Linked DNA regions of Hordeum vulgare: region 2 is linked to region 1. A link is a contact called in public Hi-C data. All regions are on one chromosome and are shown on one strand. The core of a region is the stretch at or near the end of the contact, and the rest is flanking DNA. Distances in the headings are between cores, read along the strand shown. Region 1 overlaps LOC123428060. Region 2 overlaps LOC123428101 (ferrochelatase-2, chloroplastic).

Region 1 (3,924 bases), core at 862-3,361:
TTCTGCAGAGCATGGATCAGAACCTGTTCCGCACTCTTCCCAAGCTTTGTCCCAAACCACGGATGCTTGTGTGTGCCCCGTCAAATGCTGCAACAGATGAGCTGCTTTCTCGTGTTCTTGACCGAGGTTTCATAGATGGCGAGATGAAGGTTTACCGCCCTGATGTTGCTCGTGTTGGAGTTGACACACAGTCTCGTGCTGCCCAAGCTGTATCAGTTGAGCGACGAACGGAACAGCTTTTGATGAAGGGCCGCGATGAAGTAATAGGGTGGTTGCAGCAGCTAAAAGGCCGCGAGCAGCAGTTATCACATGAGATAGGGCTTCTACAGAGGGAACTTAATATCGTTGCAGCAGCTGGTAGATCCCATGGTTCAGTTGGGGTAGATCCTGATGTGCTTGCTCACAGGGATCGTAACCGTGACATTCTGCTTCAAAAACTTGCTGCCTCTGTGGAAAGCAGGGATAAAGTACTTGTAGAGATGTCAAGGCTGCTGATATTAGAAAGCAGGTTCCGTGTTGGCAGTAACTTCAATCTGGAAGATGCTAGGTCTAGTCTGGAAGCCAGTTTTGCCAACGAAGCAGAAATTGTTTTTACAACAGTGTCAAGCAGTGGGCGCAAGTTATTTTCTCGCCTTAGTCATGGTTTTGATATGGTTGTTATCGATGAGGCAGCTCAGGCCAGTGAAGTAGGAGTCCTCCCTCCACTTGCACTTGGTGCCGCTAGATGTGTCTTGGTAGGTGATCCGCAGCAGCTCCCTGCCACTGTTATTAGTAAAGCGGCTGGAACTTTACTCTATAGCAGGAGCCTTTTTGAGAGGTTTCAGCAGGCTGGTTGCCCTACCATTTTGTTGTCAGTGCAATATCGGATGCATCCCCAGATCCGAGAGTTTCCATCACGATACTTCTATCAAGGCTGCCTTACAGACAGTGAAAGCGTTGTCAAACTGCCTGATGAGGTGTATTACAAAGATGCATTAATGGCACCTTACATTTTTTATGACATCTCACATGGTCGTGAGTCTCATAGAGGGGGATCATCTTCATACCAGAATGTTCATGAAGCTCAGTTTGCATTGCGTTTATATGAGCATCTTCAGAAACTTGTGAAAGTTAATGGTGGTAAGAAGGCATCTGTTGGTATAATCACTCCATATAAGTTGCAGTTGAAGTGTCTTCAGCGGGAATTTGAGGAGGTCATGAATACTGAGGAAGGGAAAGATATCTACATAAATACAGTAGATGCTTTTCAAGGCCAGGAGCGTGATGTGATTATCATGTCATGTGTCCGTGCTTCAAATCATGGTGTGGGTTTTGTTGCAGATATACGGCGCATGAATGTTGCTCTTACTCGAGCTAGGAGAGCTCTATGGGTATGGTCTGTCCTCCTTAAAAAAATGCATCAGGACCACTGTACTACTACTTCAAACATGCTCTGATCAAATGCTACTGTACTAATAGTTATTCGTCGTTTTCTAGGTTGTTGGTAATGCCAGTGCTCTCATGCAGTCAGAGGACTGGGCGGCGCTGGTAGCAGACGCAAAGGCCAGGAAATGCTTCATGGACTTGGATAGCATCCCCAAGGACTTTCTGGCCATGAAGATCTCTTCCAACACTCCAGGAAGGAATTCTTCAAACAACATTAGGAACTTGAGGACAGGTGGACCAAGACCTAGGCATCTGGACATGCTTCAGGACCCCAGGGTTGGCATGAAGGCCGATGAGGAAGAGCGTGCTAACTCTGTTCCAAGAAATGCCAGTTACCGGAATTTGGATGACCTGGGACGCTCTGGTGATAGATCTAGAGAAAGTTTACAGTTTGGAGTGGCCAGGAGGCCGAATTCATCTAATGGTTCTAGGCGAGAAGTCTGAAGACAATGCATTGCTATCTTCATCTTTGCGTGTGCGTCACCTATTGAAAGATGTACACCCTTGGTGGGTTTTGTTAAGGAGAAGGAATTGCTATTGACACAACGAGAGGATTCCTCGTGAAATGGGTAGGCGTTTGGATGGCATGTTGCAACAATAGGCCATTGACGGCAGGCCAATCAGATCATCAGATGGCGCTCTGTTGGGCGGTTCAGATTATGGAACAAAGAAAGACTGCCTCAGGTCCATAGTCTACTGCAATTGTGCAGAACACATTCGGTCTGATTATATAACTAGACTTCCACAAGGCTGCAGCTGGATGGTTTCTTTCTGGGATTGCAATACTTGCTTTAGTGCTTAACAGGATACTGTCTTTCTCATAGATATAAATACATGCGCATGGGCATTTCCATTTTGAGACATGCCAGTAGAGATAAATCTCACTGGCCCTAGAGCAGGTTAGGTTTCAAGCTTTACCGCAAGATTGCTGCTAGCTGCAAACATGCGTTGCTTGATATGCCCCTGTAGAATCAGTGTTGCTAACATAGGCAGGGCTTCTGTAACATATGACATAAGCTCCCTCTGTGTACAAAGTCCACATCTAGAAAAGAAAATCATTTTTTCATTCAGTTGCTTTGTTATCTGTCAGTTATTTTGAGATTGTTGAATGATTTTTTATGTTGTTGGATGATGGTACCATGTGTTCAGTTTATGTTCTTACCTGTTTTGTATCTTGTTGATTATTGTACTTCTATGTTGATCTGTGGTATAGCTTGTGCTCTTTGAAATGATCTGGTGTCAGTTGTGCTGCTTTTTTTGTGTGTAGACTTTCTGCATGGTGTTTGGTTGGAATCATTGATGTAAAATTCCAACCAGGGTGACGTAGTACATGGTTTGGACTTTGTGGAAGTTCTGTTTGGATCCTTTTGTTTTTTTTGTCCGATATCTGAGATCCCATGTTAGCATAAGCCAGCCCTTGTTTTTCTTTTTTGAATCAGATTTGCTGGTTCTTGAGTTTACAGGCATGTACTTATCTTGTTCATGTTCTATATGCAGGGTATACCTGATGATGTTCCACAATCTGTCCTGAGGATCTTTAAAACACTGAGGACACATCTTAGGCCCTGATTGGATTGTTGTTTTTCATCGCTTTACACCTGTAAAAGATACAAACCTCCTGTAAATTAAATACCGGTGTAGAAAAATACACGGATTTCAAGCGGAGTCTTAGCGTGGAATGCTGCTGCTTCGGTGGTGGTCCTGTGAAGTGTCAGGTTAGCATAAGGTGGCCCTTATTATTTTTTGTCTGAATCATATTTGCTTGTTCGGAATTTCGCAGGCCTGTGTTGTACTGTACTGCTCTTGCTCTTGGTCTTTCTTCTTGGTCTTGTACTGTACTGTATCACAACCTGTCCTGCAGAATTTCAGAATGCTGAGGGCTATGACTTCGGTCCTGGCCGGATGCTGCTGGACGGTGGTGGTCAATGAAGATCTCAGGTATGCTCAAAATGTTCTTTTGTTTCTTGGGTTATCAGATTTGCTGGTTCTCCATTTAATTCCTCTTTTCATTCAGGGTGTTTCCTGTTCAGTTGGTTTTGATCCTGTTGATGAAAAGAGTACTTTGCCAGCTTGGTGTGATGCATGAATGCCCCCAGGAATACCTTACGTCCAAGCTGGAGTGCTTTTCTTGTACTTGAAGTCAAACATGCTGCAAATTGTGATTATATCAATTCGCGATGTAACACGGATTATGAATATTTTTTTGACGAAAGGATCTGATACTAGAATGAGCTGTTGACACGTCGGTGCCGCCGCTTCTATACCCCGGAGCTGTAGTAGTTGCTGTTGAATCAATCTGAAAAATATGTCACCAAATATCGTGTAGCCGACGGTGGTGGCTTCTATACCCCGGAGCTGTAGTAGTTGCTGTTGAATCAATCTGAAAAATATGTCACCAAATATCGCGTAGCTGACGGTAAGTGAGAATCACCACCGGGGAGGGGGCGGATCTGTGTGGAGAGGAGGGAACGACCCCTTCGTCGAAATTATGTGGTCATG
Region 2 (3,924 bases), core at 928-3,427, 700 kb after region 1:
CATTTTCTGCAATGAAACACGTGGGGTTGTATTTCAAAGCATAATTTTATTGTGGTTCTGGCTCGAAAATGCAGTACCAAAAACACTATGCATTTTATATGCTAGTGAGCCATACGAAGCATAGGTTAACAATTGTTCAGGCATAAACAAAGTAGTACCGAATCATTGCCATTGCTGCGTAAAAAGAAGCAAATATTTAGATACTTGGAAGCATATTACACGTAAGTTCGGAAAAATGACATATATGACACCGAAGAATATATGTGATTTGTTGAATCATAGGAAGCACATACATAGACGATAGAAAACTTCATACACAGACCCGGAAGCATTAGGATCTTTAACAAATGAAGCACAAGATTCCCACTCAGGTGCACGACCCGGGTGCGTTGATGGTAGGAAGTATCAAAGATGATGTCAACTCACGTGTACAAGGGCATCTCCAAGGAGGAGCGCATCTAGTCTAGTAGGAGCCGGATGGGCGGAGAGTGTCGATTAGGAGCACCATGGACGTAGCAGCGTTGGAGAAGAGGCCAACACGCCAGCGAGATGATTGTGCTACCTTCCCCTCGGCTTCCTTGTACGCTGCGATGGATTCTTTGCTGAGCCGAAGCGGCTTAAGAGCATGGTGGGAGTGATGGTGGTGTGGCAAGTTTCTCGTGAGGAACCAGGCCGGCGATGGAGATTAGTTGATCTCTAACATGGGCGACGAAGATGAGGGCGGGACGTTGCAGCCGTAATGTGGAGCAGCTGAGCACCGCCGGGGCAACGAAGCAGATGGGTGCTAGACGATGTAGCTGCGCCTGTAGAGGAGACAGAGGTAAGGCTAGGCACCGGCGATAGGTTAGCCGAGCTCGGCAAGCCTAGAGATGAGCACCCTTGAGATGAGACGTGGGAATAGGCTCGTCGGTTGGCGGGATTTACTCGCGTGGTAGGTAAGCTAGCAAGATTTACGAGGAGCTAATTACGATAGATTAAATTAGCAGAAATATTGACCGTGGGATTAAATAGGAATCAACGGTGTTCGGCGCGTCTGAGAAATGCTTTCTATCAGCCTACTGAGAGGAAGTGTTTCCTTTGGCTATAGCACAGTGTGTACCGTGAAATAGAAAAAATTACACCACCTAATCACATGTTAAAAAATCACCTTTGGCTTCAAAAAATAAAAGAAAAAACAAATCAGACGTGGATGGAGAGCCGCCGCATCTAAACGCAGCGGTGTGCACATTACAGATTAGATTTTTCCTTTAATCATTTGAGTTTATTAAAGGGCGTGCATCACTCATGCACAAACCAGGGGCGCTCACTTTTCAAGAAAATAAATACGTTTGGCAGGGTGAGGCTCCAGGCCTTGCGCATGATCTTGTAGCCAACGATTCGACTGTGCTCTGCGCGGGCCGAAAGTTTCGGTCGTCAGCTGTCGCACGTTCGTATTGTTAGATCTATCCATGCAATAAATATTTTTCAATGCAATAAATTTTCATATGGTTGCAACGAAAATATGATTATAGCAGAAAAATATCAACGTGATCGTAGAAAAAAAACGACGTTGATGATGCGTGATAACAAAACAAAAAAAAGGTTATAACAAAGTAATCCGATAAACTCTGGTTGCAACTCTCACGAACGTGGATGCAACTTTTTTACTGAACGATTGCAGCAAATAATGATGTTGGTTGTAGCAAAAATTAACACGGTTGTAGCAAAGTAATTAAACACCGATTGTAACGAAAAATCCGACGAACTGGAGTTGCAACCAAACGTATATGCAGCTTTTTTACTGAACAAATGTAGCAAATAAAAAACGCTTGTAGCAAATATGAGCGTTAGTTGCAACAAATTTAGACGAAAAAAATTGTATGCCTAATCAGCGATTTGCGTGGCCGGCCGAACGGTTCGGCCGGCGCACCGGCCAGAAACGTTTACCTATTGTAAAGCTCTCTTGAGTCTAGCATATTTACACCGGTAAATTCAGTCCATACTTTCCTTTCTTGGCGTAAGGCAAATCGATCCATCATCATATATAGCATCAGGACATTCCCAAATGAACCAAAATTACCATCAGATCCCCTCAAGGGGAGACCTGAAATCCATCCATCCATCCCCGCTTATCAAGGGAGAGGTGGCAAGATACCCCACTGGTGCAAGAGCCCCTGTCCGGTTGTTACCTCCAGCACCAGGAGAGCCAACACGGCCAGCATAGCAGCACGTCCATTCCATGTCTCGGCACTCTTCGTCCAGCCCCACTCCCACACAATCACCGGAGGAGGCAGCATGTCGCGCTTCGAGTCGTACGCTGCTAGCAGCTCCTCCACGCTTCCAAGTGGCACCAGTGACTGCAAAGATAATTCACCATATTTCACTGGAAATTCTACTGTGAAAGAGTGTAAGTTTGCTTCTTGATTAAATTGAAAATTGCACTACTCAACGCCAATTCCTTCAGATTTACAAACTACTGGAAGTTCAATTATTATTTTCAAAAAGGGGCGCTTTATTATTACTTCAAAGATTTAAGCATTACAGGAAGTTCAATTATTTAGGAAATCGTTCAATGAATCACTACTACGCTGACCACGGAAGTCCAAGTGATCAGCGCTTTGACCAGTCAGATTTTCATATGAGGGGTGTTCCATCTAGGACGTGTTTTTGCATGTCACTTGCGTTTAAACAATTTTAACATTACTTATTTTCTGCTGACCTTAATTCAATATTTGTTCTTAAGTTTTAATGCTACTCATATATTCTTATGTTTTATTATTTACAACCAATGTACTCATATATTAGTTGTAGTAACATCTTATATTATACGTAGGACGGAGGGAGTACTAGTTAAACAAAATCAGCTCCAATTTGCACCAGTATATTCTGAGTCATATAAGCTCACTGAATCACCAAGCCTGTGTTTTAAGTTTTACCTCGAGGTTGAAAAAAACACATGCATATTAGAATATTGGAAAGTGACATGATTGATTAAACTATAAAACACAAATAAAATGCATTTTGCATGTCCTGTGATACTTGTTACCTGCCGAGCCTCAAGGTTGGAAACTGCCATTGCGCCAACATAAGGCAGGCTTTCAATAACAGCATCCGCAAGATCTGAAATGAATGTGGGCTCACAACCTAAAGCAGGAACTCGTCCCCAGTGCTTTATACCAGATTGTAAAGCCAGCTCCTTGTACTCCACGTCGATTTCTTCCAATGTCTCAATGTGTTCGCTGACAAAACTGAAGAGAGAAGACCAGAATAAACAATCATGCTTATCAAACAAATAGTCTAGTTTATAACGGGCATAACGCATATAGAGTATCACTTTAATTACGACAGCAGAAAGCAAGTTAAGAGAAGTATACCTTATGGGAACTGCTAGAAGGCTCTTTACCCCTCTCTGCCCAAGAGCAATAATTGTCTCGTCAGTGTAGGGTTTCAGCCATTCCACTGGTCCCACTCGGCTCTGGAAATTTATGCCAATATGTTAGTTTAGAGGGCCAGATAACACTTTAAATAAGTCTAACCATCATGTATCTGCTGCTGTAATTGGACTGGAGCAACCACTAAATGGATGTTATACTAGTGATATACACTACATAGGCTCCGCATTTGGATGGTGATTGCAAAAGCCAAGGAGTACTGTAGTTGCTTACGTAAAATACACAGGGTATCAGCGTGTGATGTATTGACCTGATAAGCAAGTGTACATGGATTTTCCATTCCTCTTTTTTCGAGCTCCTCCATGATAAGATCCACGCACTCTTCCATCTCTGCTTTATACGGATCACCAGCTTCTTCAACGTATGCCAGAGGAACTCCATGAGCACTGAAAAATATCATAACCTGCAAATCTCATATCCCATCAGGTATAATACTTCATTCATCGGAACAAAGAAACTGAAAAGGCTAAGAAAATAAATGGATGCAAAATAG

The links. A called contact is a pair of places that touch in the nucleus more often than the background predicts.
Region 2: a contact with region 1 is called in a Hi-C map of seedling, with 4 times the contacts expected there. The contact joins two enhancer-like sites. A contact is called at or near these places in 2 of 6 Hi-C or Micro-C datasets (leaf and seedling).

Annotation. Positions count from the first base shown.
Region 1 is chr1H:174,572,175-174,576,098 of MorexV3_pseudomolecules_assembly, forward strand. It overlaps LOC123428060, which reads left to right. Exons shown (of 10, transcript XR_006622477.1): 7 at 1-1,370; 8 at 1,477-2,324; 9 at 2,923-3,363; 10 at 3,440-3,653. Among protein-coding and RNA genes, the nearest start is that of LOC123428060, 8.8 kb to the left of the region's middle. Within about 2 kb of position 2,112, at least 1 of the 3 cell types and tissues checked has open chromatin away from gene starts, as enhancers often do. A contact at or near this core is called in seedling, where this site is marked.
Region 2 is chr1H:175,267,449-175,271,372 of MorexV3_pseudomolecules_assembly, forward strand. It overlaps LOC123428101 (ferrochelatase-2, chloroplastic), which reads right to left. Exons shown (of 9, transcript XM_045112284.1): 6 at 3,682-3,834; 7 at 3,354-3,454; 8 at 3,026-3,227; 9 at 1,792-2,336. The coding sequence ends at 2,112. Among protein-coding and RNA genes, the nearest start is that of LOC123428101, 19 kb to the right of the region's middle. Within about 2 kb of position 2,178, at least 2 of the 3 cell types and tissues checked have open chromatin away from gene starts, as enhancers often do. A contact at or near this core is called in seedling, where this site is marked.